2 separate regions of the Zea mays genome follow, and region 1 is linked to region 2. The links are chromatin contacts, called in public Hi-C maps. All regions are on one chromosome and are shown on one strand. The core of a region is the stretch at or near the end of the contact, and the rest is flanking DNA. Distances in the headings are between cores, read along the strand shown. Region 1 holds the start of LOC103650076 (squamosa promoter-binding-like protein 1). Region 2 holds the start of LOC100037796 (protein kinase-like).

Region 1 (6,694 bases), core at 1,351-3,850, 300 kb before region 2:
TGGCTCAGAGGAGCTACCAGCTGCCACCCATACAAGCACACATTTAGAATGACTATGTCTGTACCTGTGGATCGAATGTGGTTTGAAATATTTGCATCTAAAATTGCTAATCGAATTTTGTAAAGGAGAACTTACACTCTAGCCTGGAAAGTTGTTTTAACAGAAGGATTGAGGTGTTACTTAGAGATTGATTTTCACTCATGGAATTCCCATTCACAACAGTTTGTGGTTGAACTTTCCTTCTCCTTCCATTATGTTGTGCTAGACGCGAGCGGCAGCTCTTCTTCCCTTCATCAAATTCTTGAAGAAGCTGAAACCTAACATGGCACACAAAATAGTTACTTTCTTCAGCTAATGAGAAAATGAAAAGAAATGACAAATGCTCGCAATACTAAAATATGAATTCGATGCTAACTCAAGATCATGATAAGCTGCTAAACTCAAGACGCATGTAGAAGAAAGAACCATGGTTTTTTCCCTACATACATTTAGCAGCCTATCATGATGTTGCAACTTACAAGAGAAGTATATAGCACCACCTAGACCAACATCAAACTTCAAGTTTGCATCCTATTGTGATGTTATAACTTACAAGGGCATTGTATACCAATGCCTAGAGCAAACGGCCTCTCATTAATCAAACAAGTCAACACCACTCTATTGATATCCCCAACAATTTCATTGAATTATCTATGTGTTCTTGTCTCGGATACATAGAGGTGAAGAAATTATGATGCCACATCATCAAATGAACTTTTAGCTATATATTCCTTACCCAAATGCTGATCAATTGAAACCATCACTCCAACAACTCCCTCCATTCTTTTTAGTTTGTTGTTTTAGACTTAATGTAATAATATTAAGAAAAGTGCACAAACCTCTACTAAAGCTACCTCATTAAATTAGGGTCTTCTCAACTAACCATTTGTGGCTAATGAACAAGGACTAACTGTAGAAACTCTGAATGAACTAGAGACATATAGCTGTCTCTACATGGAATCCTAGAATGAAAAACAAGAAAGAATATTTTTTACAAGTAAAACATAAACAAAAAAAGAACAGAATTGGTAACATCGAAGCAAATTCAGATATTCATACTTTTATTTCAAAAGAATATCTTTCTTCCATAACAAAAGACATTCTAATAGTAGCACAAGGTAAAAAAATGAGATAATCATATGATATTGTACCGATAGCACCGATCCAAGTAAAAGCACTTTTATATTATACTAACTAGTATTATGTGTGGGGCATAAGCATTCCTCAAGGTACATGATCAGCATCACCTAGAGTTTTGCCAAGCACAAAAAACAGCTTGGAATTTCTCAAGATAATAATCAGCATGAACTGGGATCCTATCATGGGGCATAAAACTAATATGTTCAGCAATTCTCAAGGTTGAATGATCAGCAATTCATTTGTGTTGTGTGCCTGTGGCACCCAGGTAATGTGTCCTGGTGTGTTTTATTTTCCTTTTCTTTGCTGCTTTGGATTTTGTACTGGATCCGTCTTTCTTTACTTTCTCCAATACAAAGATGCCTCAGGAGAGAAAAAAAATTACCAGCAATAGTAATCTCACAACGAAATTGTTGACCTACCTGCTACACTGCTGACAGAACCGATGCTCTACATTCTTGATGCAGACCACAGTCGTCCTGGTATGTGCTTCACACACCTTGTGCCTCTTATGGTAGTCCCTGGCACCGCTGAGATCGGCATGGCAGCCGTCAACCTGGCAGGACGGAGTGGTGCTCGAACTGGCACCTTTCCTGGGTGTCTCCTCCTCGCTGCTCCGCCCTCTCTGAGCAGGCACCACATGATTGTTGTCTCCATCTGCTACCCCAGAATTGCTGCAACCGGCGCTGCCGTCCTCCTCTGGCGAGAGCCTCCGCCTCTTGTCAACGACGACGCCGAAGTCGATCTCCCCCTGAGCTCGACTCAGCTTCCTGCTGCTGCACTCGGACGGCACGATGGCCGCCGGCGTGGCCAGGAACAGGTTGGCGTCCCACCTCCAGTCGTTCAAATCCCAGTCAAGGCCCTTGTTCCTGTGCTCGCCGGACATTGTCGCCGCACTGGCTTGATCACCGCCATCTTTCCTCAAGAAAGAGGCTTCCATTTCCTCTGCCTTCCCCTCCTCCCTGTCCCTGTCGCCCCACTTGTTCTTCTTTTGCTGCTCTTTGTTTGCACGTATGACTACAGACGAAACAAACACAGAGGAACACCAGCACCAAGGGATTACCAACCTTGGGTTGGGACAAATCCTGAAACCAACGAAGGGTTCAGAAACAAAGTACCTTAGCTCGGGCCCGGCGGGTAGAACGATGCCGTGGTTATCCAGGCAAGCAACGCCCTTGAACGGAAAGGCGAGTAATGATTGAAGAAATGGAGATGGGGCAGTAAGCTCATGGAGAGAACCGAGTCAAGGATTGGGTACCGTGGGTTAGGACCAGTTGGGGATGGGGCTACTACTTCTCGTCTCCCGGGTCCCGAGCGGCGGAACAGAGGCGGAACGCGGAAGGGCTCGCGGTGGAACGAGGGGCGAAGTATCCTGGGGAGGCAGAGCTCTCTGCCTGTCTGCCCCCAGCATATCCACAGTTCCAATGTCCAATAAGCAAGCACGAGGCCCGCGAGCCTGGCACGAAGCCCGCTGTTTGGGCCCGATCCGAGCCCGGCACGGCCTGGTTATATGCGGGCCCGGGCCGGCCCGGCACGAATAAGCGGGCCGGGCTCGGACAAGAAATTAGGCACGGTGGGCTAGCCCGGCACGGCCCGTTTAGCTCTAAGCCCGTTAAGCCCGCTTTTTTTACACTAAAACGTGTTTTTAGCCCGCATAGCCCGCTTTTTTCGTGCTAAACGGGCCGGCCCGGCCCGTTTAGGCCCGTTGCGGGCCGGGCTCGGACAAGAAATTAAGCCGCGTGCTTACCCGGCCCGGCCCGGTTTTATAATCGTGCCTGGCGGGCCGGGCCCAAAACGGACCGGGCTTCACCGGGCCCGGGCCGGACCGGGCCGGGCGGCCCGTTTGGACATCTCTAGTTCCACACCACCGCCGCCTCTTTTTCATCTCCCCTGTCTCCTGTCTGGCGTTCGGACAGCGACGCCACGGCCAAGGTTCCGGTTGGACCTTGTTAGGGACATCAGCGTCTAACGGCTCATGCTGGCCCAGTACCTGGCTCATGCTGGCCTAGATACTTAAGGGGAAATACTACAAAGTCGCACCACGAAGGGGGCATAAAAGAAAATATCAAAACATCTTATGTAGTGTTTGGTTGAAGAGCAAAGTAGAACGGAGCCGTTCTGTCCCAATTTTATCGTTGTTTGGTTATAAAGTAACTAGAACGGAATGACTCCAATTAGAAAATATTCTCCTCAGATTCGGAACCATTTCGCTCCAAAAAATCAACCGGACGGAGCCGCTCCGTTCCCAGCCCGCTCGCACAGTCACACTTCGTTCTGTTCACTCTGCAACCAAACAAAAAACAGAGTCGCTCCGTTCCAGATTACCAAACAAAGAACAGAGTGACTCCGTTCCTAGAATCAGGGATGGAACGACTCCGTTCTACTTGGCTCCTCAACCAAACACTACCTTAGTGTTCATCTTCCTCCTGCGTCTAGCGATGTTCTTCTTCGAACAACTCTCATGTACCTCCAGTCGTCTTAAACCTTCTAGAGTTTCTTCTCCTACCTCGATTCTTCTGCTATCTTCCTACCTCAACTCTATTACTCTGTAATTGCTTCTGTCGAGTTGAATCAATACACTCCGTTGGTGTAGTTGTTAACAATTGGTATCAAATTCCTACGTTCCTCGGCCCTCTCATCTATGGTGTCTTCATCACCGATTGATGCCCACCTTACCAGGGCGCTGCAGCAACAGACTCGTGAGATCCTCTCCGAGCTCGACAAGCGCTTCACCACGATTGACTCCAAGTGGGCGCGTCGAGTCGGCGCTCCGGAGTCCCAAGCGGTGGAATCCGCTCAACACCGCGACAAGTTCTCCTCCGCCCTCCGCGCCGGCGTCGAGGCACATCTCTCGGCGGCTACCCAACAGTCTACGGGTACTCGTGCCGCCGCCCAGCAATCTGCCCTACATGTGTTCGATGCAAGGCGTCCACGGGCGCAGTGGAGGTCATTAGTGGAGACCCTGCACGTGTTCGCAGACCGCGACATCAGTGAACAACCTGCCAGAGTCCATGGCCGCCTCGACAATTCCACCACCATCACCATGGGGTCCAACATCAACCCGGATGGCGTAGTTGCAGGTGGCGCCACAGACCGACCAGTTCGTGTAGCAGCGGTAGGCTGGAGCCGCGTGCCAAATGTTGGACCTATTCCACACAAGACCGACGGTGCAGCACCTGCTCGCAGCTGCACGGGAGCAGCTGTCACACCCGGGCTTTAAGGAACCAAGACGGGTGCATCTCATATATGCGCCAGAGAAGACAACACATATAGTAACAGAGTGCATAGAGATAGATGTCATAAATATCATAAATATAATTATTACATAGCGGAAGCCTTACAAAAATAAATGATAAAATAAAGAGAACTATGTATTATTCCCTAGCGCCACAAAGCTGACTGAGAGACGCCACCTAGATCAAGTTGAAAGCCTCAGTGTTAGACGGCTCCTCTTCGACCACCTGTTCTTCTCCTGTGGGGGGGTGTGAGACAGCAAGGGTGAGCTCACACATGTTCATCGCTCAACAAGTTGTGGAGAATAATGTGCATGAACTCACCAAAGGTGGGAGTTCATGTGAAGTGTAAGGCAAATCAATGTAATAAAGGCTGAAGCTGAGCATTGCTTTTATATGTTGGTTAAAATTTTATTAGCAGTTACTAAGTGTAAGTAAATACCAAACCTTAGAAATAATAAATAAAAGTAATAATAAAATAATCCCAGATGCAATGAAATGACAAATTGAGTTTAAGTTCCATAAATTAATCATGTGAGTGTCCGAGCCGCTCATGACCGTGAGCATGACGAGTATACCAGTTTTACACTTTGCAGAGGTTGCGCATTTTTACCCACAAGTCGTGTTACCCATTTGCCATGGAGTTGATGAGACCCCATACACCTCTACGAAGGAAGCGAGGCAGGGTACCACTACGAGGTCTTTACAAAGTTCCACTAGCTTAGAAAACCCGCTACAGTTTATAGGAAGCTCCAGTGCAGGAATCCCTCGCCTGACCGCCATTGCAGCAAAATCAACCCAAGGACCTCCCTACACTGACCACTCCCCTACTGCCCTTGCCCCTTTCGGGTAAGGTAGTCATCCACTAGCTTTCCTAGTTAATCAGCCAAGGGCGTCCCATTGAACCCTTGTGGTAGCACTGTTTTCCCGGGTGGTTCACCATGTTCCCATTAACATAATGATCTTATCATGAACAGTAAATAATAAACAAATGATAAAAAGTATAACAATGAGTGATGAATATCTCTATACCCAAAGCCACATAAAGCAATAACATGTACTACCTAAAAATTTAGTAGCAAAACCAGTGGTGAAACAAGGTATAAAGATAGTCAAAATCTAGGGTAACCTATTGGGTCCCATCAAAATTAACCTATATAGATCATTATGATTAATAAGAACATGATTGGGTAAAAATAAGTTATCAAGGGCACAACTTGCCTTCAATGAGCTCCTGCTCAGCAACTTTTATCTGCTGGGCACCAGGATCCTCAGTGACTTGCTCGTCTACTCGCATCAGTACAAACATACATAGTATAAAGTAGAAATTAACATCACACCAAACATGTGAATAAAATGCACAATAAAAATCTACACCATAAAATAAGATCTTAGGAACAGGAACCATTAATTTTAGTGTTATAGGTTTTAAGATATGAATTTCTGAAGGTTATATGTATTTAATACAAGATTAAGTACTAGATAAATTTTAATGTGTCTTTCATGTAAAAACAGTGACACTAATGGATAGACAATAATATTACAAAAAATTAGGAACTGGAATGGACCAATTTGGAGTTCATATGTATTTTCTACAAATTAAACAAGTTTTAACATTTATTTATGCATTAAAAATCGATTTCTGTGATTATTTCCTATTTTCCCAAGTCTTTGGATTGGGCCTCAAATACCAAGACGTGCAGGGGCTAACGTGAAAGATTTCCCAAGACTCATCGCACTGTTCTTGTGGACCGCGGGTTGGTTTTCTAATACCCGAAGGGCTCTTTTGCAAAACTTGTTAAGCGAAGGGGTACGGTGCACTATGGGCCGTCAGATTACATTTGAACCGACCCGAACAAATCGAGCGCGGATCGAACAGGAATTAGATCGCAACCGTTGGATCCCGGATCTGTGGTCGAGATTGCCGCCCAATATCCACCGTATAGGGACAGATCAACGGCTCACACCGGATCACCCGAACCGATGCCAACCTTCTAATCCTAGCCACTGGAGTTATGATCAATGGTTGAAATTCCCCCCACGCCCGGATCTAATCGTAACTGTTGGCTTCAACATCAGTGGCCAGGGACCTTCTTCCCCAATCCAAACGCCGGCGCGGCAGCTCCCCTGTTCACCCACACGGAGGCGCTACACCGATGAAGCACCCAACCATGGCACTAGGTCCCCACCCGAGCCCTATCGCGCACAAATGTAAGTGAATGCATAAACGAACCAGTTGGAGGATGCCTCACCGTGGATCGCGACAGCATTCAGCCTGGCCCCGA
Region 2 (7,179 bases), core at 3,307-5,806:
CGTGGGATTTCCTAAGCTCTACGACATATAATGATGGACCGAGCTCAAACACCTGGAAAAAGATCAAGAATTGTACTGTTAAGGGACGCGTGTGTATTCTTTTCTGCATTGGTTTTGAATAAAAGCAAGGTGTCCTGTGTCATTTTACCTCGGTGCACACCAACAATGATGACGGGTTCCTGGAACACTTGCTATTCTTCAAGACCTTGAGCTGTAAAACACAGCATGACTTCAAGTTCAGTTCAGCTACCCCATCAATTTATATAGGAGTATATATATATATATATATATATATATATATATATATATATATATATATATATATATATATATATATATATATATATATATATATATATATATATGCAATGGTGATTACAATACATGCTTATCTCTACCTTGCCTGCCCCCCTATGGACTTTGAATCCCATCTCCATGACAACGCTCTCGATCTTGTCAAATAGATCCTTGGGTGGGTGCGTCGAAGTGAACCGAATCTTTCTTTGCGCTGCATCCTGCAATGGATCCAGGAACCATAGAATAGAAGTGAGGTGACTTTTCATGCATGTCTCGCTTTTTATGAACATTCAATGAACTGTACAAACAAAACACAAACCTCTTCCTCGAAGAAACCAGAAAGGTCAAGGGAAGAGGCCATCCCGATCAACTGAAAAGCGTTGATAGGAGAACACTTCTCTTGCGCCGGCTCATCGATTGGCTTCAGGAAGAAGAAACCAAAACAGTCAGCTTTAATTAATACAAGAAACCAAAAGAATCGAGTAGTTCCTCCCATTCTCTCTCCTCTCACAGCTTTACACACCTTTATCGAGGGAGCTGGACTAGGAAGGACGTCTTCGTCATCATCGTGCGGAACAGCAGGCACGTAGTCCTTCTTGAACCACTCGTGCTCCCTGATCCCCGCGACGTTGATCCTCTTCATCGGATTCGGTTGGAGGATCCTCTTGAGAAGGTCCTGCGCGGCAGGCGAAAGCCACTTGGGGATCTGACAGTCTCCCTTGAAAATCTGTAACACCCACAGAGCAATCTCAGAGCTTGTGTAGATTTGCTAAAATTCCAGAGCTTGCTTTGTACTGATATATGCCAACCTTCTGATAAAGAACGACGAGGTTCCTGTCGTCGAAGGGAAGGCAGCCAACAAGCATCACGTAGAGGATCACCCCACACGACCAGAGATCTGACAAGGAGCCGTCATAGCCTCTGTTTTGCAGAACCTGGCATGAATTTAGCACAGAATCAGCACAGCCGAGAGGAGAGAAACTGATGAAATGAAACTGCTTGCTGCCGGTTCTTTAAATACCTCAGGAGCTATGTAGTTGGGGCTGCCACATGTTGTGTGCAGAAGTCCGTCACTCTGAAAGGTGTGAAGCGCATGTCGTTTGGTAAATTATGCATACATACAGAGGAATCATCGCATACAGAGCAACCAAACCATGCCATCGTACCCCGAGATGTTGAGGTAGAGCGCTGAGGCCGAAGTCAGAGATCTTGATGGTGCCCTTCCGATCAACAAGGACATTCTCTGGCTGTAACAGACAGAAGAATAAAAGAAGCAAACTGCTGTCACGGACAGAAGAATCAAGCAAAGCCCTAGTTGAGTTTGAGTTCCACGCTGACAAGTATATATGAATGCAAGAGAAGCAACTGAACTGACGGTGAAGGCTACCTTGAGGTCTCGGTGGTAGACACCTCTGTCATGGCAATAGCTGACGCCGTCGATTAGCTGCTGGAAGAGCCTCCTGCCCTCGTGTTCGGACAGTTTCCCCTTGATAGCCTTTTGTGTGTAAAACAGCGCGTTAGAAAACAGGAGCGTTAGAAAGATGAATTTTTACGTGCAAACAAACAGCGCGTTTTGACGACGTGTGGGCTTACGATCTTGTCGAAGAGCTCGCCGCCGTTGACAAACTCAAGCACCATGTAGATCTTCGTTTTACTGGCAGCAACCTGCAGAGAAAAAGGTTGGTCTCAATATCAGTCACCCACACCTCTTTTTTTTTTTTTTTTTTTGCTTCCAGTTGCAAACAAACACGATTCCTATTTACTGTTATTTTCAGCAACTAGGGCCTGAATGAGATACGGGTACAACAGTAATCTTTCCCTGCATCCTTTTTCTTTCCCCGGCCCTCGTCACAATTATTACCCTGCATGCTCAAGGCTTCTTTGGTGGTGGTGGTGGTACTAGGCGTACTCGATGCCAAAGGCTTCTTTAGGTAGGTGCACCAAATCATCAAAAAAAAAAAAAACCCAAACTGCTCGGCGGGTCTCGTCTCTGTGCTCCGGCCTCCGGAACGGCGATTGCTGCTGCTCAGCTTGGGAGCACAGAGACCACCGGTCACACCAAGGCGCACAGAGTTGGTGGCCGCGGCCAGCGGCCCGGGGGGGAGGATAGAGGAGCAGCCAAGGGGGCCCCGCGGAACACGTGTGCGGGGCCCGTGCGACAAGTGTTGCGTCGCGGGCAGGCCCACGCGGTGTGGGGTGACTTGGTGCACCCAGCTCACGACGATGCATGCATAATACTCCAGCAGTACCTGCCTGGCCAGATGTACCGGGACCGTGTGAGGCCGACGTGGCGGGGCCACCAGGAAGCCGGCCACATGGCTCGACGGGTAGCCCAAGAGGCATGCGTACCGCGCGCGGTGGGCCCGCCCCCTTCGTGTGCCGTGTTGCTCTACTGTGCCGAAACGGGAACCGTCCCGGCCGGTGGTCGGTTTCATTTGTACAAGTGGAGACGAGACGGTCACGGACCTGACGCTCCGGATGGGATCGCTTTCGTATCCGGCACACTGCGACTGTGTGAAACTGTGGCCTGAGATGTCTCGCTTGGAATGCATGTGGTTTTCGTCACAGAATCAAAGGACATGACTTTTTTTTCCTTGTTATTATTACTACAAGCAATTTCACAAAAAACCTGGCGAAAAATCGTATCGTTTTCTCGCGATTTTTTTTCCTGAGCGTAATTCCAGGAGCCCGTGAGCCTTCTTCCTTCCTTTTTTTTTCCCCCTTTGGCTTTGGAACCCCGAGAGGCGAAGAGCCCGTGAACTATAGACTCTCGAGTCTCGACAGGCCTCTCTCTCTACTTGCAGGTGCATGTGGCGTGGCGAGGCGAAACCGCTTTATGCCCAGGACAGGGGCTCATATTCCGGTAGCGGCCGGAGTAAAAACTCCGGCGGAGATGCCGTGCGGCGTGGATCGAAGGACCGGACGTCAGCCAAAGCTCCCGCCGGTGTTTTCCGCGTGAACAGCGTTGAGAAGCAAGCGACGAGAGCTAGCAGAGAGAAAAGAGATCCTTTGTTTTGTGTTTGTGTGTGTGTGTGACGAAAGAGTCTCATCCCGGCCGCGCAAGCAAAAACCGCTAATCCTTTGGTTCCAAGTAAAAGCCAGATGGTCCGTTACTTGCAGGACAGTACAACTGGACAGCTAGCCTAATAATCCCTTACGGAGCACAGCAAGTTCATTTTCTAGCGTCATGGAATGGAAGTATACGGGATCGGATCCTATCTTACCAGTCCAGCAGACAAGGGGAATTGGTCCAGCTGGAGCTGGAAGGAGCGAGGAGGAGAAGGATCCAATCCAAGAAGAAATGAAGGAACGATACGAAAGGGGAGGTTTGAAGCAAGTTCGGTGTGCCACGCACCTCGTGCAAGCGGACGACATTCGGGTGCTTGAGCAGCTTGAGCGTCCCGATCTCCCTCCTGATCTGCAAACAGCGCCAGCGCAAAGCGAAATGGACGAAGAAGCCGCCGTCAGCATGCTCGGCGGACCGGACCGGACTGGAATCTGAAACGGCTAGCGCGCGGCGGCGAAACACGTGTGTGGCATGCCCAACCTGGTCGTCGATGCGGAGGGAGAGGATCTTGCTGCGGTCGAGGATCTTGATGGCGAAGTGGCCGCCGCTGGCGATGTGGCGCGCGTACTTCACCTTGCCGAAGTTGCCCTCGCCGAGGGTCCGCCCGATCTCATACCTCCCCAGCAGCGACGCCCGCGTGCACTCCGCGTCCGCCCGCCGCTCGCCGTTCACCATTCACAAACGCGCGGCCGAGAGGGCTCGCTCGTGTGTGACCGGACACGGCCCCGCCTTGCTCCGTCGATCCCTCTTTCTCTCTGTCTGTCTGTCTTCGCAGCTCTGGAATGGATGAGGCAGCAAGGGAGGGAGGTGGAAGGAGAGGGTGGAAGGGGGCGGGGTACTTATAGCTCCTGCCTGCTCTTCTTCTAGCCTCATCACAGTCGTCTACTCGTCTACCCTTCTCCTCTTCCCTTGTCTCTTGTGTGGCAGGCAGCCCTGCCCTTTCGCTTGCTTGCTTGCTTGCGCTCCGTCGCCTCAGCCTCAGATTCCGTGAGATGTAACCCGGATGGGCAACTGGTAAACGCACACGCAAAAGCCTCTGCTCTGTCCACGATTATATTACTATTAAACAAAACAAATGGGACAAATCCACGCGGCCTTGCTGCTGCTACGTCCACCAGGCCTCCGCGTAGCAGCCAGGTCAATGAACGCTCCCCTCAGTTTGATCCTCTTAGCTAGCTCTATGTTCATTGCTGATAACGCGAATCAAATTCACCAGTTCCGCTAGGCAGTCAGAGAGAAATAGCGAGATTGCTTGGCCGAGTGGCTATAAACTCTTGACACAGATATACATACTAGTCGGTTGCCCGTACTGTCCGTAAACTATCCACCAAACAGATCTTAAATTTTTTTATTGATTGTCTTCACTCTTCGCATAATATTTTTTTTATTTGACTAACTGATATTGTTGTTTACTCCATGTCTCCATCTAATATGTCTCGGTACAACACGGCTAATGAAGAGAGCGATTAGAAAAGAGTTCACAACGACTGACTGAACGAACAGAAAATATAGAATGGCATAATTTCACCATATATAGACCAAATAAGATGAAATTTGTGAGCTCAAGTTTCTAAGTCACATGAACTCAAACTTATAAAAAAGATAGATTAAAATATTGAGTGGTTGCTAAAGTCGGGCATCAATAAAAATTGGATGCGCTCTATACAAATTATGGTACTTCGTAGCAATTAGTAACGTTTAAAACAAACAAATAACCTTCCCTTTTATTGTTAGTGTGACAAATCATTGCTGCTCCAACCAATTCAGCAACCTCAAACACCATGGAGTCTATTGTGTCAATATGGTCTTAGAAACGACCTAATGCATGCAAGAGCCAAGAACACAAGGGAGGAGCACCATGTGTAGTGCTCGCATGGATCTCCAAATCCTGACACATATTTTGCAGGATCCATGAGTGTCACACCCGGTTCTAGAAGGCAAACCGAATGCGAACCATGTACGTGCCAGGATCAGTTATTCACGTACACAGCAGTTACATAACATGGACATCATCACACAGTGCTCAAAATAGTATTAAAAGGGGAAAATAGTTGATTACATCATACGTCTGAGACGTCCATATAGTCCTTACAATAAATCAAAGTGCGGAAAAGAAACGTAGATAAACGCGGCCTTCACAGGCAGCCGACTGGGGGTTGCCGCTAACCCACACCTAGAACTCGTCGTAGTCTTGGAACTCCTGGAAGTCTCCTTCCACAGCTTCATCTTCGCCTGAGCAGTGGTTGCAATGCTGACAACCTGGGGATGGGGGGGTTTGGTGTGTAGAGCAAGGGTGAGTACACATCAACATACTCAGCAAGTATCCTGTTTGGCTGTAGTGGACTAGCTTTATGTGGGGGATAAGTCAAGCAGTTGCTTTTAGTTGGTCAGGTTATTATTTACTAATAGAAAGCCAGGTTTTAGCTTTAACCCAAGTTATTAACCCGATGTACCCTTTCCAAACGGAAAGAATACCACTTACCAGCACCATAGTCATAACCAAAACCATCGATCTCATAGCCATCTGTACCATAATGTCTCTGATCAAGTACCACTAATCACTGGAGCTCCCTTGGCCGCTCATAACCGCGAGCACGGCTGATATATCAGTTTTTAAACACTCTGCAGAGGTTGTGCACTTTACCCACAAGCCGTGATTCTCATTCTGCCCGGAGAGAGCAACTCCCCATTGACCACTACCTAGGTGGCCTAGCAGGGCATCACTACGTAGCCTTTACAAAGATTCCCCAGGGCTGTAGCCACCCGTTAGGTTTCCTAAATGCACCGCACTCCTCCCCAAGGGGCGAACCCAAACTTGGCAGAGCGAGCCGCATACACCGAGCCCCATTGACGGCACGACGGCTAAGTGAACTACACTCCGGATCCTCTAATTATTCAGCTAAGGGCACCCCATTCCACCCTCATGGTTGCACTGTTTTCCCAGGCGGTCATCCATAGAACAGGTCCTTACGGAGAGGCACTCGAGAAACCGCTCGAGCCCCCTTGAAGACCACAAGTATAACATCATAATAAGAGAAGGGAAAACAGCGTATCATAGATAATCTCATCATGTTCATTGATTAGAGTTGAGCAATAGCATAAAGCTAACTAATAATAATCCAACCCATATAGGTAAGCAAGGACAGGGATAACAAAACTAGTCAATCTTTAGGCATAAATGTATACAGCGGGAGGTGAATTAAATAATGAATAGGACATAGATAGGTCAAGGGACACTTGCCTCCACCAACCGACTGCTGCCCAGGGGCTTCTCCTGCAAGTTCCTCGGGCTCTTCAACCGGATCGTTCTCTATGCGATTGCAAGCATACATACATACATCCATTCAAATTGGGAAGCAAACAGTACATCATACAAGGGAACAAATAAAGTGGATATGCATCAAGTATGACATTCGATGTCGCATTCATTATGGTTAGAAAGAAACGAGAAAAGGTCTCGCGGGGGGGGGGGTTAAAGCTTATGCACTAATGATTAGTTACAATTGGTTCTAACAAAAGAATTTAGTTATATGCACTAATGGAAACCTAGTCATTTTTAGTTGATCAACATTGAACTGGATAAACAATTGATTATATGAATTAACTAGCGTAACGGAATTCTAAATCAAGTCTCCTATTTCAATAACATGAACAATGATTATCCTGCCTAAAATAAAATAAGTAACAGTAATGAAAGAAAATAAAATAAAATAAAATAAATAAAAAAGGGGGGGCGGTTGAACCGGCCAGGGGGCGGTTGAACCGGCCTGGGCAGGGGCGGGGGTGGCCAAGCCGGCGGCGGGCGGCCGAACCGG

Evidence for each region. A called contact is a pair of places that touch in the nucleus more often than the background predicts.
Region 1: a Hi-C map of leaf shows a contact between it and region 2, with 9 times the contacts expected there. The contact joins the promoter of LOC103650076 here to the promoter of LOC100037796 in region 2. A contact is called at or near these places in 6 of 25 Hi-C or Micro-C datasets (bundle sheath, ear, endosperm and 2 more).

What each region holds. Positions count from the first base shown.
Region 1 is chr3:51,382,308-51,389,001 of Zm-B73-REFERENCE-NAM-5.0, reverse strand. LOC103650076 (squamosa promoter-binding-like protein 1) reads right to left here and starts at 2,600. Exons shown (of 13, transcript XM_020550207.2): 1 at 2,435-2,600; 2 at 2,295-2,350; 3 at 1,599-2,193; 4 at 136-317; 5 at 1-20. The coding sequence starts at 2,116.
Region 2 is chr3:51,080,059-51,087,237 of Zm-B73-REFERENCE-NAM-5.0, reverse strand. LOC100037796 (protein kinase-like) reads right to left here and starts at 4,556. Exons shown (of 13, transcript NM_001112497.2): 1 at 3,845-4,556; 2 at 3,653-3,715; 3 at 1,891-1,962; 4 at 1,685-1,792; 5 at 1,464-1,544; 6 at 1,319-1,372; 7 at 1,107-1,232; 8 at 821-1,024; 9 at 617-718; 10 at 399-515; 11 at 149-211; 12 at 1-52. The coding sequence starts at 4,039. LOC111591128 reads right to left here and starts at 3,646. Exons shown (of 1, transcript XM_023301969.1): 1 at 2,007-3,646. The coding sequence starts at 2,849. The coding sequence ends at 2,076.